Linked DNA regions of Mus musculus: region 1 is linked to region 2. Evidence: chromatin contacts called from public promoter capture Hi-C data. All regions are on one chromosome and are shown on one strand. The core of a region is the stretch at or near the end of the contact, and the rest is flanking DNA. Distances in the headings are between cores, read along the strand shown.

The links. Promoter capture Hi-C pulls out the DNA fragments that hold promoters and counts their contacts.
Region 1: a promoter capture Hi-C map of pre-B cells shows a contact between it and region 2, with 4 times the contacts expected there. The contact joins two enhancer-like sites. A contact is called at or near these places in 5 of 39 promoter capture datasets (hippocampal neurons, liver, pre-B cells and 1 more) and 1 of 15 datasets of contacts at CTCF or cohesin (the NIH/3T3 cell line).

What each region holds. Positions count from the first base shown.
Region 1 is chr1:55,207,934-55,213,543 of GRCm38.p6, reverse strand. Rftn2 (raftlin family member 2) reads left to right here. Exons shown (of 9, transcript NM_028713.1): 3 at 2,283-2,394. Gm51743 (a long non-coding RNA gene) reads right to left here. Exons shown (of 3, transcript XR_003948664.1): 3 at 2,388-2,712. Among named protein-coding and RNA genes, the nearest start is that of Gm51743, 8.8 kb to the right of the region's middle. Within about 2 kb of position 3,128, at least 119 of the 459 cell types and tissues checked have an H3K27ac peak or open chromatin away from gene starts, as enhancers often do. A contact at or near this core is called in pre-B cells, where this site is marked.
Region 2 is chr1:54,910,013-54,915,966 of GRCm38.p6, reverse strand. The region is part of intron 1 of Ankrd44 (ankyrin repeat domain 44); the gene reads left to right. Among named protein-coding and RNA genes, the nearest start is that of Ankrd44, 13 kb to the left of the region's middle. Within about 2 kb of position 1,341, at least 136 of the 459 cell types and tissues checked have an H3K27ac peak or open chromatin away from gene starts, as enhancers often do. A contact at or near this core is called in pre-B cells, where this site is marked.

The DNA of each region.
Region 1 (5,610 bases), core at 1,879-4,378, 300 kb before region 2:
ACTGACTTCTCGTCCAGAGGTCCTGAATTCAATTCCCAGAAACCACACGGTGGCTTACAACCATCTGTAATGGGATCTAATGCCCTCTTCTGGTGTTTCTGAAGATAGCTACAGTGTACTCATGTAAATAAAATAAATAAACCTTAAAAAAAAAAAAAAATGGTAGCTGGAGCTTAGCCTGCCTGCATCCTAAAACTTTCATAGTAGAAGAAAGCACTACAATGCCAAGTTCTCATAAATTAAATAGACATATTGGCAACGTTTCCCCTGGGATTCTTGGGATTGAAGCTATGCTTTCTTTAACAAGCAAAACGGGGTCTGAAGGACCTTTTGGGTTGAGTACATAGTTCAGTGGCACAGCACCTGTGCAAGGCCCTGCGTTAGCTCCACAAGAAAACTGTTGTCTTAGTTACTGTTCTAACTTAGGTGTTGTGAAGAGACACCATGACCAAGGCAACTCTTTAAAAGAGAAACCATTTAATTAGGGAGTTGCTTACGATTATCACGTGATGGAACACAGGCAGTGGCAGTGCTGGGGCTGGAGCTGCAGGCGGAAGGCAGAAGAAGAAACACTGCCCTCTGGCAGTGACACCCCTACACCAACAAAGCCACACCTAATCCTTCCTAGGTGATCAACTGAAGACTAAGCATGCAAATGTGTTAGCCTAGGAGGGCCATGGGCATTCAAACCAGCACAGCTGCTTTGAGTCTCTGCAATGAAGAATGAAAATGGCCATAATGTTGCCTCAAATTAATATATTAAAGAGTCTTGCACAATTCTTCATCTTTATAAAAACTGTCTTAGGGACTTCTGGCTGGGAGAGGTACGGTGAATACTGGCCTTGCAAGCTTTGAGGTTGAGTTCAATCCCAGAACACATAAAGGGTGGAAGGAGCCAGCCCCACAGAGCTGTCCTCAGACCCTACACACACACTCACACACACACACATACACACACACACACTCATACAGACACACAATAAAGTGATACAATTTTTATCTCAAAATTGTGTTTCCTCTTCACAGTGGTGGGTGAACAGCAATCTTACTACGTAAAGGCTAAAGAAAATCATAAGAGGGGAAAGGGTGAGAGAACAGGAAAATGGGAAAAGGAGGGGAGAAGAGAGAGCAGGCCTTTACATTTTCAGATGGTGGACTAGGGGTGCATCAGTCAATCGAGTGCTTGCCTAGCATGTGGGAAGCATTGGGCTCATTTTCTGGTACCACAGAAACCAGATATAGGCTCACACGCCTGTCATCCTAGCATTCAGGAGGGTCAAAAAATAAAGTCATTCTCTACTACATATTAGGTTTGAGACCTGTCTGAGACACTTAAGTTATCTAAGTATTAAAAAAAAAAAAAAAAAAGCTGGGTGATGTTGGTGTATGCCTTTAGTCCCAGCACTCAGGAGGCAGAGGGAGGCAAGCTCTCTGAGTGTCAAGACCAGCCTGGTCTACAGAGCAAGTACCACAACAGCCAAGGCTACACAGAAAAAGCCTGTTCTAGGGCCGGTGGTTTGGCGGGGAAGGGGGGAGCGAGCAGAAGTTTTGGAGGTTTTGTTGTTCACTGCTAAAGATCAAATCCAAGATCTCGCACATTCTAGGCAGGTACTCTACCACTGAGCCATGTCCCCAGCCCCTTCAGTCTGGTTTATTAGAAGCAGTAACTACCTATGCATACACACACACTCACACACACATACATACTCATTCACACACACAATCCACACACAGAATCCACACACACATGCACAGGCACACAAGAGTGTGTATGGACTTCAGCCTTTACTAGAATATAAATGTTTCCATTCCAAACATTATTAAGCACTTTCATTTTTACACTTTTGACATTTTTATGCTGTAGTAATGCTATGTCTTGATTACAAATTCCATCAACTGTGTATAAATGCCCTTCCTGCTTTTGGTGTTAGATAGGCTCAGCAGTGGCTACAACCTGGCAAAAGTTAGAGCTCAGTAAAGACAAAGAGGGAGAGACAGACGTGTTGCTCTGCATTTAAATAGGATTGTCGTGCTCCTGTGCTTACTTGTGCTCCTGCCCAACAGCAGTCTCCTTAAATTAGGAATTCAAATCCCTGGAAGCTTAAATTAAGGAAATACAAGGTAACAGAAATCTCTGTGTGTCTGCAGCACTCTGAGATAAGCATCAGGAATGAAGGAACAAAGTGATGGCCTTGACCTTGCTTTTGAGCCGCTCAAGGCTTTCCTATGGACATAGCTGGAAAGCAGCAGCTTGCCTCTGACCATGCCTGTTCTCCTTGCAGCCCCAAGCATTCTGCAGCAGGCGGACAAAGGCGCGCAAGGCTTGTGATGGAGGAGTGTCCACTAACTTGTGAGGCACAAGCAAACGACGCTGCAAAGGAACTCATGGACAAGGTACTGCGTCGAAGGAACTGAGAGTGCCTTCCTGGGGCAGCTAAGAAACAGTTTCCTTTCTTACCTGAAAACCACCGGGAAGCCAGGCATGGTAGCACAGGCCTGTAATCCTGGGGCTGTGCAAGGGGAGGGGCGATGAGTGCAAGGCTATCCTCAGCTACAACACGAGTTCAAAGCCAGCCTGGGCTACATCATGAGCTCCAGGCAGTCTGGGCTACAGAGGAGGATCCAGAAGATTAAGAAACCAATGGTGCCATATTCCACGGAATTCAAAATGTTGAGCCTGTGAGCCATTACTAAACTGCATTAGCCAGGACCCTATGGAGGAAGAGCATGAGAGTGAGTGCACTGAAGGGCTTGTCCGGTTGGTTTATGTAGCAGTCTAAGGAGGAGAGCAGTGGCCCCCTTCACACTGGGGCTGCCTTATACCCTGAAGCAGCTCCTTCCAAAGACCGGATGCCTAACCAGTCTCAGCTGGATGCTGAAGGCCTGGAAGATTCTGGAAAACCACTAGTCTTCAGTCCCTTTTTGAAGGCTGAAGAAACTGGGCTTTAATGTCAGACAAAACTAGCAGCAGCAATTTGCTGCCAGCATGGTGGACTGAAGCAGCACAGGAGGGCAAGAGGGCAGAAGGCCAAAAAAAAAAAAAAGCTTTGTGCCTCCCGCTTCCTTTAGCGGGGCTGCCACCAGAAGCACCGCCCACCTTTAGGGTGGGTCTTCTCACTTGGGTTAATCTGAGCAGGAAAAGGCTTCACAGGTGCGCCATCAACTTGGCTGTTAATCGGTTCCAGATCCTGTCAAAGTGACAACCAAGAATAGACAGGATCATAACCAAGCGCCAGGAGAGCAGACCAGAGGGAGCAAAAGGAAGTTCGGCTGCACAGAAGTTTAACCGCAAATGTAGCAATAGGGTATGGCAAGCATACGTGTATTTTAGTCACTGCTTAGGGGAGCAGGTCTGTGGAAAGTAAATTCCAAAAGTTTCAGATGAAATAAAAAGATTTTCTTTTTTTAAAATATGAAAAAAAACCAAAAAAGTAGACACATTCAGTTGTGAATGGAGGTGTTAGCAAAAAAATTATTTTATTTTTTTAAGAAAAAATAACTTGAAAAGAGATGGAGGGAAAATTACAATAATGTATACTTTGAAAGCTGCATAAATTAAAAAACTGAACACTAAATGTAGATTGACCAAACCAGGGAAGATCTATATGTCCATAAATATTCTAAATTGATAGAATTTTTTGTTGAAAGTTTTTAGTCACATTGACATTCTTATAAGTCCTTTTCTTGTTGTTGTTGTTGTTGTTATCGTCGTCATTGTCTTTGGTTTTGTGGGGTTTTCGTTTGTTTTGTTTTTTAAAACAGTTTCACTATGTAGCCTTAGCTGTTGTGGTTCTCACCCCTCCTAATGCTGCAGTTCCTTAATACAGTCCCTCATGTTATGATGCCCCCAACCAGAAAATTATTTCATTGCTACTTCAAAACTGTAATTTTGCTACTGCTATGACTCATATAAATATTTTTAGAGATAGAGGTGTGCCAAAGGAGATGCACAGGTTGATTTTTTTTTTTTTTAGACCAAACTGGCCTTGAACTCACAGGGATCAGCCTAGCAGTGCCTCTGAGTGCTGGAATTAAATCAGAGCAGCACACCCAGGTGGCCTTTATTTAATTTAAATATATGGTGTCAAGGACCCACTCCGCTTTTTTTCAGGTAAAGATTGTGAGACTGGAGTGAGGCATGCAGACTCACATCTTCCGACCTTTGAGCACTTAGGATGCTGAGGGCAGGGGGACCCTGGCTTCCAGAGCAGCCTGAGTTACAAAGAGAAAAAGGAAAGGTGGAGTGTTTCTGTTGCTGCCTTCAGGCGGTGACCTCACTTGTGGAGGATCACCTGTGGACTGCGACTCACACTAACAGCTGTTAACCAGGTCTCTTCCAGTTTAGGTACAGGTTACCATTCAGCTGAGGGGGAAGGAAAAACCCAGGCTTTACAGAGTGCACAAGCTGCTCTCTGCTACTATTCTGGTTTTTATTTGTTATTTTTCCTTTCTGGGAATAAATCCACTCCAGACAGTTTCTTTTGAAAACAAAAATGTAGCTACTAAGTGAGTCTTGATAGAGAACCACCAGGGTGCTTGTTTTGAATCTAACTTCCTGGACACCGTTGAAGACCTACTGAAACAGGAAAGCCTGCTGTTGCAGCCCCTAGAGTAGTGGGGTTCTTCTCTAAGAGAAAAGCTTCAGGAAGCATGCATGTGAGATAGGCCATCATTGCCCCGGGCATGCACAAGAGCAATGCCAAAGATTATTTTTGAACAGCCACTTTGTGTGACGACTTGATTGTTGAACAGCTAAACAGTTAAAGTCAAGCTTTAACAACATATTAATGTCTCCTCTATTTTTAGTCTGTGTCCTTGTCTGTGGTACTGAGGGCTGAACATGCACGCCTCCTGCATGCTGGCACTCTACTCTGGGCTAGATCCCACCCCTGACCATTCTGTTTAATATTCAGTTTGCATTTTTTTTTCAGGATTTTAAAGCACCCCATTAAAAAATATCAGTCCTCCAAGGCAGGCAAGACAGACCAAGATGTAAGGCGTGGCTCCCAGAGCTGATGACTAGAGTTCAGTCTCTGGAACTCAGGGCTTAGAAGAGGAGAACTAACTCCTACAAGCTGTCCCTTGAGCAGTACATGTGCATCACACCATGACACATACATGTGCACATGGGCACGCACAAGCACACAGAGATGGATGGATGGATGGATGGATGGATGGATGATAGATGGATGGATGGATGATAGATAGATGGTTGGATGATGGATGGATGGATGAATAGATAGATGTAACTAAAATTATCCATCCTCCAAGTAAAAATGGAAAAGACATCAATATATTTGTTCACAGACTTCCAGGGAAAACGAAGCATATGTTAGAGTAAGAAAGAAAGGTTTATTTGAATGTCTCCACTGAACCCAATACCTAGAGAGGACACTGACTAGAAATTTACCCTTCCTACTTCCAGAACACCAAGCCCTCTCTTACCTCCCTCTTTTCTCCCAGTGCACCTGGGAGAGGGAAACTGTGGTTACATATAAGTACCCACACAGTGTGAACTCTCGGAATGTAACTCTTAGGACTGAGGCCAGGGTGGCATAGTCGGGGCGCTGGCTCCTGGCAGCCTCCACTTCCGAGCTGGCTCCCAGAAGC
Region 2 (5,954 bases), core at 92-2,591:
TTTTCTGTGGTGCCCAGGATCAAATCCAATTCTTTGAGCCAGGGAAGCAGTTAACCAAGTGGGCTACACCCCCAGCCAAGAATTGGCTATTTGAAAGAGGGCTTGGATTCAGCTTGTCTCTGTTTGATTTTTCAGTTCGGATATTTGGGAGGGAATTTAGGTATTAGAGCTGACCAAAGTTACCTTGTTTAAAGTAGCCTTTAAAGTGGGCTTTTGTTTAAATTGCAGGGCTTTATAGAGCATGGAGAAGCTCAAAGATCAGTGTAACTGACACCTGTGTCCTCCCAGTGAGTGGAACTGGTTCTTGTTTTCAATGGTTTTAGACTTTAGGCACATCAAACTACTGCCATTTATTTCTATACATTCGATAGCCTTCTTAATGGAGACACGATTCAAGGATATCAAAGGCCAGAGGCTAGAAAGTGGCCGCCTGCAGTTTTAGTAGACAGTGCTGTCACAGCAGTGGAGATTTTAGGCACTGTGGGGCTTCTAGACACTTATTTCTTGAGATGCTGAGATGAGTGCAGACAGCATTTAGTTGCTAATGTTAGGGACCATTTTCTGCTCTTTAGTAAAAAAAGGTCTTCTATCAACTTACCAAGTACTGTACTTTTACATACACACCTTATATATGGCATCTTGTTTTAACAGTGTTCACAACCACTGTATGGGAGAACACTGAAGTTGATGTTTGGGAATCTGAGCTGTTCACACAGCCTTGCTCGTAACTTCTCTCTTAGTCTTTCTATGACACAACTTTCCTTGACTGTAAAGTGGGTACAGTAATACAAGCATAATGGGGGGACCTTTGACAGTTCAGCAAGAAATGTTCGAGTACCCCAAGTGAATGTTTGTTGCTGCTCAGTAAACAGTCCCTGAATCCAAAATGCCTAAAATCCTCATTGTCAAATTAAGCAGGTAAGGATTTTAGAGTCAACTCCAGCTCTCTCAGAATAGGTTTTAGTGATTTTTTTTGTTTAAATTTACAACCTTAATCTTGTTTTATTTCTTTCTAATTTTAAAAATTGTGGTACACAGATATTTGATTTTTATATGAAATCTCTTTATTGAATACCCTACATATTGGGTCCTACAATTTTAAAAAAAGTGTTTCCTTTTGTTCTGATTTTGTCTTGGCAATTGGCTTAGTTTATTTAACTTATAGAGTTTACATTTAGACAGATCCACTAGGATATGCAAGTGTGAAAAAGATTGGAGTTTGTAGACGTTCTTGTTTTAAGCTGTCAAAAAGGCCTTTGAAAAAGGCAAGAATGCTACTTCCTCTTCACAGTGTAAAACTGACTTTTTGAGGAAGTAAAAGCAAAACTGTTTGTTAGAACAGCCGTCATAAAACTGAAGTCATCGTGAAAAGTGTTATCATGACAGAATGCCTTAAAACTTAGGTGTAGAGTTACAGGCCTCGCATGGGTATTTACTGGGGTGAAAGCCCCCCCCCCCCCATAAGCGTGGGCTGGGGCGGGGGCGGGGGCGGGGGCTCAGTGCTAGAATGCACGACTGGCATTCATGAGGCCTGGGGTTCAATCCTTAGTCCTATGGGGGTGTGTGGTTAGAGGAAACCATTACAAAACAACAACAGAAAACACCAAATCCCAACCTATGAAGGTTTCTGAAGAAAATTGTTTAACAATATCAGGTGGAGGATAGAAAGGATACATTGTAAAATGTCATTTTAATTTAACTCGTTTTTTTTTTTTTTCTTTTAGAGTGACAGGACATTGCTTAAAAGAGGATGTAGGCCAAACATAATTGGATACATATGTGTGTTTTAATTTAAAACATACTTGATTCACCAGTAGAAATATAGGGCAAAATGTAGCAAGGTAATAGAAAAATGAAGACCAGAGCAAAACAGCAACAGCAGCAAAAACAGAACAAAGAAAGAGAAATGAGGGAGGGAAAGGACGCTAGGAGGAGAAAGACTTTTTAAAAAAACTGAACAAAGTAAGTGAGGTTGTGAACATCTATAGTTTCACTCTTTGAGAATATAAGGAAAGAGGATCAGGAGTTCAAGGCCAGCCTCGGCTACATAAGTTTAAGGCTAGCATGGGCTAAGTGAGACTAAGTTTCAAAAATTTAAAATGAAGATGAGGAAAAAGAGGAGACAGAAGAAAAAGAGACAGAGGAAAGGATCAGATAGGGACAGACAGGAAGTTGACTTTGTGGGTTTGTGCGGGGCGGAGCTAGGTAGGCAGTGATGCTCTTGAACTTCATGCTACACTGATGGTCTGGCTTCTTCTTGAAGCAATTAACACCAGCCAGTATGCTTCAGCTGCAGCCAAGCTTCCTAGGGTACTGACACTGACAGAGGAGGTTGTTAGTTAAGCCAAGTTGTAACCAGAGGCTGCAGCTTAGAGGGCTGGTGAGTTCTGTGGTCCAGCACAAGGTCTTGAGGATGGGTGTGGTAACTGCCAGAGAGAGATGATTTTGCATAGCAGGAAGGAAGTCTTGGGGCTCCTGTACCCAGGAATGGGTCCCCGTGACACCTCTGCTTTTAAGCATCCTCCTCTGTGTTGGTGAACTAAGTGCAAAGTCATTTTTAAAGATCACAGAGCTACCTTTTCATCCAACCTTTCCAGAGATTGAATATTATTATTATTATTATTATTATTATTATTTGACTCTGTTCCTACCATGAATTCCCTGTGAGACCCTGGCCAGTAATTTTATCTCCCTGTGTCTCAGTTTTCCCTTGGATGATACCAACAGGAAAGTGCCCAGTATTATTAAATATTGATCATGAAATCATTAGCTGATACAATCTAAGGTCACTGAACTGCCAGCAGGGGACAGCATGTCCTGTCTCACACAAAGGTCCATTTAGAGAAGTCCATTCCTGATCCCTGCTGATGGTAGGACTTTGGGGCTTATGAGACCAGACTGACTCCAGTTGAACTCTGTGGCTTTAACTCAAGGTAGGCCACTCTGGAGCAGGTACTATGGACTAGGGCTGTCAGTTGCTGATGGAGTCAAAACACCAATCACCAGTCAGCATCTGAAAGGAGTAGCCCTGCAAATGAGCCAGACTATCTCCCTGTCTAGACAATAAAGGCCATGGATTTGCAGTCCCAAGGCCACGTGATAGGAAGCCTGGAGTTCCCACTGCCTTAGCTGTGCTCCCAAAGCACCTGTGGAGCTAGTGATGGCCCCTGTCTCAGCAAATGACTCTGCCAGGTGCTGCTAAGCACTAAGATACATGTGTGATAGGTACTATTCTGTAGCAAACCTCAGTGGTGCCTGCCTGAGCCCTTCCATGTGTGGGTGCCAGGTAATGTCAGCCGATGTTGCATAGTGAAGAGGAGCCTATTTTGCTATAGCCTCGTGCTGTAGAAGCTAGGGGTAACATGCAGCACATATTAGCTGCGGCTTGGCAGATTCCTTTCCAGGCTGCTGTATCTTTAAGACTGGCTTTGTGCCCACTCTCAGAATAGTTAGAGACCAGACCTAGGACATTAGTCTCAGGGGTACAGAGGAGGAGGAAACAGCTTGCGCCATGAAGTACTAGCCTACCGCAGGAGCAGGGTAGGGCAGGAGGGGATGGGTTACTGTTTCCTGCAATGGCTGTCTTCTTTGCAGCAGTGACCAGAATCCAGATGTGACCAAGGCCACTTGGTCTCTGATGACTTTGACTTAAAAGATTCCCCTCTGAGCACCAGCCGCTCTCACACAGAGCAGTCAGTGGATTTGGATTTTTTTTTTTTTTTAAGAATAAAAGATTCTCAAAATTCTTCAGCCACCAGTGAAGTGATTAGACAGAATAAAAACTTCTTTAGGAGGGAGTGGGGAGAAATGCAATTCTTGGTTTACATGGGCTTTAGCCATCTACAACTCAGGGTTAGTAGACTTTTGCTTACTGGCCGAATCCAGCCAACTACCTGCATTTAAATGCCTATGAGCTAAGAATAATCATTATGTTATAAAATAGTTGAAAAGGATAAAAAATTGTATTTTACAACACTCAGAATTTTTAATAAAATTTACATTTTCGTGTCCATAATTAGACTGTGTTGGAGCATACCTTCCCTGGTCTGTTTGCTTGCACTGTTGGTGGCACTGTGAAGTGACACAGTGGAGCTGAGGAGTCGCAACAGAGACTGTAGGGCCAGCAAGGGTGAAAAGATTGGTACATAGCCCTTGCAAAGAGAGCTCTGGGGGCCTGTGTGCCACCTCAGAGCAGGTTCAGGACCACTATGCAGAAGGCAGGTGTTATGCCGTTACCTGGGCTGCACTTTGATGCAGGTTTAGCTAGATTGTGATGGGAACTGTTGCTGTTCGCTCTCTCCAGGAGAAAGTAGACTCTTCGTTACCTTTTACAGATGCACTTTTGGAACTTGGTAGAGAAGGGCCATGCGTTTATACTCCAAACCACTTGCCTTTTAAACTGCATGTTTAGACTCTTGATGTGGACCCAGAAAAACCTAATATGTACTTTAATGCACTCAAAGATCCCAGATGCAGAGGTACTCCTATGTTTGGGAGAAAAACAGAATCTTATTATTTTCTACTTCCTCTTTTTTTTTTTTTTAAATACTGTTTTTAGTTTGAGTAGACTCTAGATCTGGAAATGACTTTAATTTTATAGAAAGCTAACTTTAAGCAGATCTTTTGAGTGCAAGTCAGCTATTAAAAATAAAAATATATTTGTGCTGTCAATTTGTTTATAGTTCTCACTATTTTAGAATGTCCTTGCAGTGGACATTTCTGTGTGAGTTATGTATTCGGGTGTGTGTGTGTGTGTGTGTGTGTGTGCCTTTGTGAGTCCCTGTCCAGTGTGCATTTATTTCATCATAATTATAAGGAGAACATGGCCCACATTCCTTCCTGTGCTTTGAGTCGCTTGCCTCTGGTGACACTTCTGGACTTGGAGTTGCAGTTGGTCTGGGCAGAAGTTGTGTACTCTGAGTTGGTTTGTGGGGGAGAGGTCATCTGGCATTGTTCAGCTTCTCTTTATTCATGAGTATTAAAGGCCAATGATATTTGTTTATGAGAAGATTGATAAGTGAATTGATGGGTTATGTCACTTGAGAAAAGACCCCTGGGGAGTCCTGACACTTCCTGAAGATCATCTCAAGTGTTGAGGCACTGGAGGGACAGGAAGTGAGTACGCCAGTCCCTACTTGTCATAGGGACAACTGAGGTGTGTGCTTGTTGCTGAGCTTGCAGAGTCTTGGTGGAGGGAGGACTCTTGGCTGGATCTGAGGTGCCTGTCCTGTTCTTAAACACCACTTAATGACACCACGTGTCATTTTGACAGCTATACTTAGGATACAGCCTGAAACATTAAACACTCTGAGAAAGAAAGCTCAAGGCGGACTCCTGGGTAATTACCATTTAGGTCTAATGGAGTATCATCTGCATTATCCAGATTAGAATATCTCAGGTGCTTCTTGGCTGGCCTTGAGGGAGCCCATTGGATGCAGGGCCAGAGCTCTTGCCTTATGTTCCTCTTTGGGTGCAGAGGATGATAGTCAAAGGACAGTGGAACTCTAAAACACTGGCTTTCTCAGGCCCTTATTGTCCAAATGCTTAGACAGCATGCTTGCTTTCTTGGTTAGAGCTGTATTTGGAGCTTGGGGTGGGCTCTCTCACGGGAAGGTTATATACTTGATTAAACTTTTGTTAGATAAGTAACCTTTGTAAAAGGGTCAGTAGAACTGCCATTCTGCAGGGGGAGTATGGAATTAAAAAACATTTATTTTAGTCGTTGTTTGTGTGTCATTGTGTGTGTATGTGAGCCTGCCTGTGTGGGTGGGTGGGTGTCAGGATGGTTGGTTTTTTTCTCTCCACTATGTGGGTCCCAGTGGTTGAAGTCAGATTTGGCAGGCTTGGTGGCAAGCGCTCTTACTTCCTCATCCACCTCATTGGCCTGGGGAGGGAAATCTTTATTGGTAATTTGTTAAGTATGTAGGGAACCTGTAGCTGCACCCTTAGTGTGT